Regions from separate parts of the Ovis aries genome. Here region 1 is linked to region 2. Evidence: chromatin contacts called from public Hi-C data. All regions are on one chromosome and are shown on one strand. Each heading gives the region's core, a stretch centred on a gene start, on an enhancer-like site or on the middle of the called end of the contact. The rest is flanking DNA. Distances are from core to core; before and after follow the strand shown. Region 1 overlaps LOC101106806 (cytidine monophosphate-N-acetylneuraminic acid hydroxylase). Region 2 overlaps LOC101106806 (cytidine monophosphate-N-acetylneuraminic acid hydroxylase).

What was found. Hi-C and Micro-C count contacts between places; a contact is called where the count stands out from the background.
Region 1: a Hi-C map of liver shows a contact between it and region 2, with 5 times the contacts expected there. The contact joins two enhancer-like sites. A contact is called at or near these places in 2 of 16 Hi-C or Micro-C datasets (liver and tail adipose tissue).

What each region holds. Positions count from the first base shown.
Region 1 is chr20:31,748,833-31,754,484 of ARS-UI_Ramb_v3.0, forward strand. LOC101106806 (cytidine monophosphate-N-acetylneuraminic acid hydroxylase) reads left to right here. Exons shown (of 15, transcript XM_060403435.1): 14 at 3,496-3,611. Among named protein-coding and RNA genes, the nearest start is that of RIPOR2, 41 kb to the right of the region's middle. Within about 2 kb of position 3,484, at least 8 of the 54 cell types and tissues checked have an H3K27ac peak or open chromatin away from gene starts, as enhancers often do. A contact at or near this core is called in liver, where this site is marked.
Region 2 is chr20:31,620,812-31,625,726 of ARS-UI_Ramb_v3.0, forward strand. The region is part of intron 2 of LOC101106806 (cytidine monophosphate-N-acetylneuraminic acid hydroxylase); the gene reads left to right. Among named protein-coding and RNA genes, the nearest start is that of CARMIL1, 56 kb to the left of the region's middle. Within about 2 kb of position 2,335, at least 1 of the 54 cell types and tissues checked has an H3K27ac peak or open chromatin away from gene starts, as enhancers often do. A contact at or near this core is called in liver, where this site is marked.

The DNA.
Region 1 (5,652 bases), core at 2,234-4,733, 130 kb after region 2:
TATAAAGTCATTTAATATAACAACCATGATATAATATTACTATACTCCCCTACAGATGAGGAAAATCCCATGCCGAGAGGTTCAATACTCTGCCCAAGGTCATATAGCTTGTAAATCATGATGAAGGCTTTAACAGCAAGGGGTCTAACTGTAAAGTCTGTATATTTAGACACTGCATTGCTTCTTAAATCTGAATTTACGAAACTTATAAATTAAGGTATCTCTTAACCATAAGGGAGATTTTTCCTTGGAATTTTTAAAATCTTAAGTTTGTTTAAAATACGTCATTGAAAAATAAAGGCGTGTTTTTACAGCTTTTCACATTGCTTCTGTTAAATAAAGCTAGCAACAGCTCTCTTTAATACAAATGAGCAGACTTACCACACTATGGGGCAAATTGTCATGCCTGCCGCATACATGGTGGTCCCTATTTTGACTCAAGTGCTTTTATATCTCAGGATATTAGTGATATTTCAGTATGTTGAGGTTTGTTTAAAGAGGTTATCCTTCGAAGAGCTCCATCTCTTGCCACTTGGAGCCTTCTCATATTGCCTTTTTTGGAGGGGAGACATTCACTGCCTTTCAAACACATGAATATATTTTCTATCATGCCAACTCTCCATCTTTCCTAGATGCCCAGCCCCTAGTGCTCTCAGGAGCTCCTGCTCCGGTCTGGATGGGCTCCTCTCTAGGTCTACCGCCAATCTGTCACCCTGTGACCTCCCTCAGCCTCTTCTAGACCGCACCCATGTCTTCACTTCTTTGCTTTCCTCCTTTGTGGTATTTTCTGCTTAGGTATCTGCTGAAGAAAGTTTGCACAGGAGCTACCGTTTAAGTCCTTTCCTGCCTGATCTTGCACAGCAGCTTGCTGAACACACAATGCTGGGTGGCAGTCACTTTCCACGGACGCCTGAAGGCATTGCTCCTTTGGCTTCTAGTTGCATGCAGTGTTGCTTATTCCACTGTGGTGACTTTTAAGAATTAAGGGATTAATCTATATTTACCAAAAAAAAAAAAAAAAAGACCTTTTCAAGCTGACTCAGGGCTCTCTATATATGGGTAAGACTTATTGTCCAGCAGGCTTTACTTGAAGGTGGGGGTTGCATGCTTAAATGCTCACAGATGGACCCCAGGCAGATCTTTAACTAGGTGGAGCTGAGTGGTGACTGGGTCAAGTGGAAAGCATGAGAAGGGAGGAGCCCCTACTGAGTGCCAGCTGATCCGCTGAATTTTCCAGAAAACTTGGATATCTGGATTTTCATGTGAAACATCTAGATTTATAAATGCGGAAGGCCAATTCAGTTTTTTTTAAGGGAGTAGGCTATGAACTATAACCTAGATTGTATGTGGACAAGGGAGCACTCATTTAAGTTTATGAAGGCGAAGAGCCAGCTATTAGGCTGAGGGGCTCCAAAATATCAAAATGTGGAGGTCCTTGTATTTGTGAAAAGGCATCACAAATACACTCCCTGCCTTCATTCTTCCTGTAAAATTGATTCCGTTTAGTCAGAGAACTGTCTCAAGGTATTTGGCTCTGGAACCATGTGTAAGCATAGGGAAGTGGGTGTTCACTATTTCATGTACCTAATTTTGTGCTCTGTGCTCCTGCTATTATCCATAGACCTACCTCTTCTCGTTCCAAATCTGAATGTCCTTTCTCATACTGTCCTGGATTCTGCAGCCTCTGCCCTGTTCTTTAATGCCACTCACCTACCTGCTTTCCACATTCACATTTGTTAGTTGAAATCTCCCGCCAACGACTCACTTCACTTCTTCATTGTGGAGGCTCATACCTGTGCAGTTGCTTTGTCAGCAACTTCAGTTGCATCCAGAAGTGAGTGGAAGGCAGGTTATGCATGGGATCTGTCCATCATTTTGAACTAGAAGTCCTTTCTCAGCTCCAGTGACACTAGGCCTCCTAATGTCTCTTCTTTATTCTTTGGGGGTCTCTTTCTCCAGCCACCACTTACATCTCCTGTTTTCCATCAGGATTCTGTGCTCAACCCACTCATCTTCTCAAGCCTGTATCTGGGTGAACACATTTGCTAGCACCACTTCCCTGCTAATGGCTCCAAAAATCCGTACGTCCTGCCCAGACTTTGCCCAGCTCCCACCAACACTTTCCAGCTTTGGATTCATTAGAGTCGATTGCCTACTGGATAATATCACCTGGATTTCAAATCCTTGTACCTCATTGTTCAAAATTCAACATGTTGTTCTCTTAAAAGTGCGCTTTCTTGTTTTCTGTCTGATCATTGGCAATGTTAGCACCTCCGCCCCCTCTCCCCAACCCACCAGTGACTCCAGCTAGAAGCAGAGCTTTTCACCTTTTCCCTGTTCCCTCATCCCCAGATCTAATCAAACCACCAAGACCTTTCCATTTTATAGTCCAAACATTTCTCAAAGCCTGCCTGATTCTTCCACGTGCTTGACTCTAGTTTGAAAGATCATGAAAGACCTTCTCTCCTCCACTGCGAGGAATTCGATCTTGATACTGCACCTTAGCTGGGCAGTCCTCAACTTGACAAGCTGCAAAGTCATGTTTCTGAGTCTCTGTTGGCAAAATAAGAGATCCTTTGACCTGTGTTTGCCTTCTCAGTTCACAGTGGATGTCATTGTTTTGTCACGATGGTGTGGGAAAGAGAAATAAATCCAAACACCAGTCTTCTGATCATTTTGTCATTTGTGATAAAGTTGCCTCTACTGGCATTAGCATATTTATCAGGAGAAAAAATGTAATGCCAGATACTGAAAAAGGATGCCAATGAAGTGTTAAAACCATGTCCAACCTTAGTAACTTCCCGTCACACTACTTTGTGCCTTTTTTTTAAAATTATTTCATAAATATCTCTTTTTTTCTCACAACAGTAACACAGGAGACCGAGGCTTAGCAAGGTTAAGGTCACATGATTAGTAAGTGCTGAGCTGAGACTCAAAGCCATCTCTGCTTGTCTCCTAACCCTGGGCACCTTTGACTAGTCAACAGATCCTGTGTCAGGAGTTGGGATTCTTGAAAGGTAAGGGCCTTGGCCACTGAATTAAGATACTCTTGCTCAGTGGCAGGCCTTGTTTTACACATTTTATGTACATTGACTCAGTGAATCTTCACCACAGTCCCTTGAGGGACGGTCTATTATCTCCATTTTATAGATGAGGAAACTGAGGCACGGAATGGTAGCCAGGATCACACAGCTAGACCATGGATTTGAGCCCAGCAATCTCATTCTGTCTGTGCTCTCTGTCACTCTGCCCCCACCTCCCCACTCTGCTCCCCCAGCTCCGGATACACTTCCTATTTTCCTTCCTTCAATTTCTGTGGCACTCAGATGTCCTCTCCCCACCTCAGCCTGTGATGTCAACTTCAGTAGGCTTTTCTCCTTGACTTCTCAGACCCCTGCCTTATAGACAGCTGCCTCTTTCAGGGACACAAGGGGTTGGTACCGATGCTCTGTGCTGGCTGGGGCGTCCCTGCTAGTTGTTCCGTATCTGTTTCAGATTCGGAGCCGGGTTGACGTCATCAGACACGTGGTGAAGAATGGCCTGCTCTGGGACGACCTGTATATAGGATTCCAAACCCGGCTCCAGCGGGATCCTGACATATACCATCATCTGTAAGTCTGAAAATGCCTGCCATGCCCTAGGCAACGGCAGAGGATGCTGTGGGTGTATAAGCAGTCAGTGGCTGACTCTGCCCCCAAATTTTGATGGGTGTGTGCAATTCCACCATCAGCACTTTCTTTGTTAATCTGTTGAAAAGCGAATTTCGTTAGAAAAATAACATTTTAAAGAGTCGTTTCTACATTCATGCAAATATGTTTCAGTGTCTTTTGAAAGTCTCTTTCTTGGTACAGGAAAGGGAAGGGCGTTTTAAGAGAGAAAAAACGTGCCTGGCCGAGACAGGAACAAGGAGGGGTTGTTTATGTGCAACGACTTGATCATTGAAGACAATCATTTCCCATCTCACATTTTTGTCAGTGCCCAGCTCTGAGCATGACTTTGGTGAGCTAGTTAGTTAAGGAGAATGGCCCTCTGAATCTCTACCTGCTTACACTTTAAAACCATGCAAGTTTCTCATTGCAAAACTGTTTATGTCTTTGAGACTATCATTGGACTAGCTGAGTTAAGGGTTAGGAAGGCCCACTTGCTATCTTCATATTTACAATATAAACAGCAAGAGGGAGAATACTTTCCTATCATTACCACTGACCTTCTGAAAAGTTCAGGAATTTAATCTTAAACAAGCAAAGCCTACTATCTCATTTCTGCCTTGAGCTCAAAAGCACAGGCATGTCTTGAATTTTCTTTTTTATTTCTTTTTGAATGCTTTGAAATGATTTTTAAAACATTTAAAGAATGTAGAAGTATATAAAATAAAAAGAAATAAACCTACCCCACCCACACTTCCCTGAAAACTGTATCTGTTTTCTGCTGTTCCCTCCACCCACTCTCCCAGGTAACACTTTGTGTATCATCCCAGGCCTATTTCTGAGTGCATCAGCACTTCATTAACTTCATTTGTTCTCAATAAAACGTCCCACATAGTTGGGGACGGGAGGTTATTGTTGCTGTTGTTCTTCAACGTCATCCTAGTACATATGTAATTTGCATTGTTACTCATTAATTTATCTTTGGGGTCCCTAGTGTTGGGACACATAGATCAACCTCAAATATTTTACCTGCTAAAAAACATTCCAAGTTTTGCTCATTTTCAGCAGCACTTATACTTCTTGTTCTGGAAAGAAAGGAAATGTAGCAACTTTGGGGGAGACTTGAAGGTTACTTTTCTTTAAAAAAAATAATGCCATCTTGAGTTGGGAAGATGCCCTAGAGAAGGGAAGGGCTACCCACTCCAGTATTCTGGCCTGGAGAACTCCATGGACTATACAGTCCATGGGGTCGCAAAGAGTCGGACACGACTGAGAGTCTTTCACTTTCACTTGGAAGTTTCTGGGATACTGATGCTGAAGACTATTTTGGTGTATTGTTTTGATAACACAGGTCATAAATGTAAGAGAAGTGTAAGTGTAAGAGAATTCCATAATAAATCTTAGAAAGCAGTCACAGCCCAATTTATCTTTGTTGTTCTCAAAATGGCATTTATGAGTTTATTAAATTTTTTTTCTGGTCATAAAACCAATACATATCTACTGCAGGAAATTTTTTTTTCATGTTTAATTAAAAAAAAAACCTTCTAAAACAAAATACCATTTAAACAACAAATGACCTCACCATCCAGAGAGGCAATTTGTATTTTGGTATCTAGTTCCTTTTGGAAAAGGAAATGGCAAACCACTCCAGTATTCTTGCCTGGAAAATTCCATGGACAGAGGAGCCTGGCAGGCTATGGTCCATGGGGTCACAAACAGTCAGACACGACTGAACGACTAACACACACACATCTAGTTAATCTTTCGTCACAGGCACTTTTTTTTTTTTAATAAAAATGGGACAGTACTATATATACTTTTGTATCTACGTGTTTACTGAGCAGTCTCTGATGCACCCTGTAAGTTTCTAACTTTTCATTATTTGAAATGACGTTTTGGCAAATAAACTTGTTGATGTGTCGTGCATACGTTCATAGCGGTTTCTTAGGATAAATTCCTAGGAGTGGAGCTGCTAGTATCCAACACACGTGCAGCGTGTAGACTT
Region 2 (4,915 bases), core at 1,085-3,584:
AACTAGGTACATTTTCCTAAACTCTTAACTCAAGCATGAATGTATGTATCACAAATTACACTCAGCACATTCTAGCGATAAATACTTATTCTCCACTAGATGCGGTCAAGGGAATTGTTCTGTCCTAGGTTTGGGTTCCTGGATTTCTGTTGGTTTCCAGGATCTTTCTGTATTTTGAGAAGGTCACTTCATCTTCTCCTGGCTTACAGAGTTTCTGCTAAGAAATCTGCATACGGCCTAATTGGGGTTCCTCTATAGGTTATCACCCTTTTCCCCAGCTGCCTTTAAAATTCATTCTTGGTCATTGACTTTTTTTTGTTGTTGTTTTGTTTTGTTTTTTTATTTTTTTATTTTTTTAATTTTTATTTTATTATTTTTTTTTTTAAATTTTAAAATCTTTAATTCTTACATATAATTTGTCTTGGAGAAGGTCTTTTTGCATTGAGGTAACTAGTTGTTCTTTTAGCTTCATGAACTTATATATCCTGTTCTTTCTCTAGGTTTGGCAAGTCCTCAGTGATTATTTCTTTAAATAAATTCTCTGCACCCTTCTCCCTCTCATCTCTGAGTACCTATTATCCTAATACTGCCCTAAAAGAGTTGGATCATTCCCGTAGAATTTCCTTACTTATTAAGATCTCGGTTCTCTTTCCTCTTCTACCTGTATCATTTTTAGATTTCTATCTTTGAGCTTGCCAATTCTCTCTTCCGTATCATCTGCTCTGTTTCCAAAACTTTTTAATGCATTTTTCATCTTGTTGAGTTCTTCAACTCCAGAATTTCTGTTGGTTCTGTTTTAGTTTCAATCACTTTGGTAAAGTAGTTCTTCTGTTCATTAATTTCATTCCTGCACTCACTGAACTGCCTTCCTGAGTTTTCTTGTAGTTTGTTAAGTTTCTTCATGACAGCTATTTTGAATTCTCAGATAGATTACAACATTCTGTGACCTTAAGTTTGGTTTCTGGAAGATCATCATTTTCTTTTTTGTGATACACTCTTACTATAGTTCTTCATGATGCTTGATGAGTTGTTTCTCTGCCAGCACATTTGAAATAGTGAATACCTTTTTTTTTTTTTTGCCACACTGCACAGTTTGTGGAATTTTAGTTCTCCAACCCAGGCCTCAGCAGTAAAAGCATGCTTCAGTCGTGTCCCACTCTCTGCGACCCTATGGACCATAGCCCTCCAGGCTCCTCTGTCCATGGGATTCTCCAGGCAAGAATACTGGAGTTTGTTGCCATTTCCTACTCCAGGGGGATCTTCCTGACCCAGGGTTCAAACCTGTATCTCTTACGTTTTTTTTGTTGTTGTTGAAATTTTGACAGCTTTATTCCCCTCACTTCTACATATTTTGTGGTTTGTATAAAAAGATTTATTGTGTTTTTTCCTTATGATTGAAAATTGACAGACATAAAGCCTAGTGATGCCAAAAGGATGTGATGTACATGTGACAGGCTACTGTTTGTGCCTGTCTGCATGAAATGCCACTCATTTTAAAGAACGTTTTCCTTTCTTTCTTAACAGGAAGAGAAAATGATGTGTTTTTCCTGCTAGACCACAGTGAACTGACTTTTTGTTGTTGTTGTTGTTGTTTTAATTAATGAATTTAATTGGACGCTAATTACTTTACAATATTGTAGTGGTTTTTGCCATACATTCACATGAATCAGCCATGGGTGTACATGTGTTCCCCATCCTGAACCTCCTACCCACCTCCTTCCCCATCCCATCCCTCAGGGTCCTCCCAGTGCACGGGCCCTGAGCGCCCTGTCTTATGCATCAAACCTGGGCTGGTGATCTATTTCACATATGATAATATACATGTTACAATGCTATTCTCTCAAATCTTCCCACCCTAACCTCCCACAGAGTCCAAAAGTCTGTTCTTTACATCTGCATCTCTTTTGCTGTCTCACATTATAGGGTCATCATTATCATCTTTCTAAGTGTTTCTTGCATTGGCAGGCAGGTTCTTCACCAGTAGCGGTAAAGATTTTTTTTTTTAACATTGCTGCTGCTGCTGCTGCTGTTAAGTTGCTTCAGTTGTGTCCGACTCTGTGAGACCCCATAGAAGGCAGCCCACCAGGCTCCTCTGTCCATGGGATTTTCCAGGCAAGAACACTGGAGTGGGTTGCCATTTCCTTCTCCAATGCATGTAAGTGAGAAGTGAAAGTGAAGTCGGTCAGTTATGTCCGACTCTTAGCGACCCCATGAACTGTAGCCCACTGGGCTCCTCCGTCCATGGGATTTTCCAGGCAAGAACACTGGAGTGGGGTGCCATTAGAGGCCTTTCTTTTGTTTTCCAGTAGGTGGTGCTACAGCACAAGTTCTGTCTTTCTCTTAGCTGCGCTGCCTCTTGATAATCGAGAGTCAACACTTCCCACAGTCCACCACCTCTGTCAGAAGTGTGCCCTCCTCATCGCTGCTTGTATCTCCAGAGTCGTTGGTGCCCCGCTGCTCCTGGCGTCATTGGCTTTACCACCTGGGGTACCAGGGTGGTGGTGCTTCTCCTGGGTCCAGGGTCTCTTGGCTCTGCTGTCTTGATTGATAACTATGGTGTGTGTTTGTGTGTCTAGGGCAATACTGCCCAGTAGAATTTTCTGCAATAATAAAATGCTCTATATCTGTACTGTTCAATAAAGCAGTCACATGTGACAGCTGAACACTTGAAGGGTGGCTGGTGCTACTGGGGAAATGAATTTTTTTATTTTATTAAAGTTTCATTAATTTACATTTAAATAGACACACTGGCTATGGCTACCATACTGGAGAGCATGGGGCTTTAGAACAGGTATCAAAATGTTGTCATTTAGTTCTTCTGGCAGTTTCTTGGATTCATTTTCTTGAACATATCTCAAGATGGAACTTTTTTTACCCTAAATTCTGAGAACAAATAGGATTGCAGTGAAATGCTACTGTAGTCAAATGAATGAAAGCTGAACAAGGGCAGACCTTTCCCCAAAAAAGAGTCAAGTATCTACAGGGAAGGAAAATCTGGTCTAACACCAGGTACATTTTACACCTGGAAGCTCTACTGTGTTTCACAGCTAATGTTCATCTAGTGAACTGATTGATTTTCCTGTTAGGATGTAGTGCAAACACAATCTGAATGTTTTTTGAAGCTGAAGCCTACCAGAGCTAATAAAAAGGACACCATTTGTATTTCAATGATCCTGATGGGTTATGATAAATGGCTGCATAACACATTCCAAATATAATTTATATAGCACAGTGCTTCCCAGTTTTCTTTCTTGTCAAGCAGCTATTTTACCTTCTATTAAATTATCCTAATACAGTTTCATTTTTATAACATTACTCTGTCTCTGAACACTTGCATCTTCTCTCTCACAATATCACCTTCTCTCTATGTATTGCAATTTGGGTTCCATACCTACTTTGTGTCCACATTTTTAGAATAGTATTCTCAAGAATATCCTCAACAGGGGACTTCCTTGGTGGTCCAGGGGCTAAGAATCTGCACTCCCAATGCAGAGGGCCTGGGTTCGATCCCTGGTCAGGGAACTAGATTCCACGAACCGCAACTAAACTCAATACCCAACACGCCACCATGAAGATTCCATGTGCTGCAAATAAGATGGTGCAACCAAATAAATAAATAATAAAATAAATATTAGAAAATAATATTCTTATGCCATTTTCTAATGCTAATTGGGTTCCACAAACTTTTCCTTTCTTTTTCATACAATTCACTTTATGACTCAATTGTAGTCAAATTCAATTCAACAGACTCCTTCCCCATCAACTAATGAGCAACATAAGAATCCTTCTGGGTGCTGGGCCAACATTTAAGCTATAAAAAGGAAGAGTAGCCCATGGAGAAGGCCAGAGGAAAGATCAGAAAATGATAGAAGATACCAAGAAAGTTATCAGTGGTTCCTCCTGTGAAAGAGACGCCCTATAAACTAAGCACTGAGAATGTTCTCCACGAGGACATCATCTATAACCTTGGTTAGAACATTTCCAGACAGCACAGAGTTGAGAAGTTAATAGAAGATGGTGAAGCTGCCATCACAGTTCAGTTCAGCTCAGTCACTCAGTCGTGTCCGACTCTTTGCAACCCCATGAATCGCAGCACGCCAGGCCTCCCTGTCCATCACCAACTCCTGGAGTTCACTCAGACTCACGTCCATCCAGTCAGTGATGCCATCCAGTCATCTCATCCTCTTTCATCCCCTTCTCCTCCTGCCCCCAATTCCTCCCAGCATCAGAATCTTTTCCAATGAGTCAACTCTTCGCATGAGGTGGCCAAAGTACTGGAGTTTCAGCTTTAGCATTGTTCCTTCCAAAGAAATCCCAGGGATGAGCTCCTTCAGAATGGACTGGCTGGATCTCGTTGCAGTCCAAGGGACTCTCAAGAGTCTTCTCCAACACCACAGTTCAAAAGCATCAATTCTTCGGTGCTCAGCCTTCTTCACAGTCCAACTCTCACCTCCATACATGACCACAGGAAAAACCATAGCCTTGACTAGACGGACCTTAGTCAGCAAAGTAATGTCTCTGCTTTTGAATATACTATCTAGGTTGGTCATAACTTTTCTTCCAAGGAGTAAGCGTCTTTTAATTTCATGGCTGCAGTCACCATCTGCAGTGATTTTGGAGCCCAAAAAAATAAAGTCTGACACTGTTTCCACTGTTTCCCCATCTATTTCCCATGAAATGATGGGACCGGATGCCATGATCTTCGTTTTCTGAATGTTGAGCTTTAAGCCAACTTTTTCACTCTCCTCTTTCACTTTCATCAAGAGGCTTTTTAGTTCCTCTTCACTTTCTGCCATAAGGGTGGTGTCATCTGCATATCTGAAGTGATTGATATTTCTCCCGGCAATCTTGATTCCAGCTTGTGCTTCTTCCAGTCCAGCGTTTCTCATGATGTACTCAGCATATAAGTTAAATA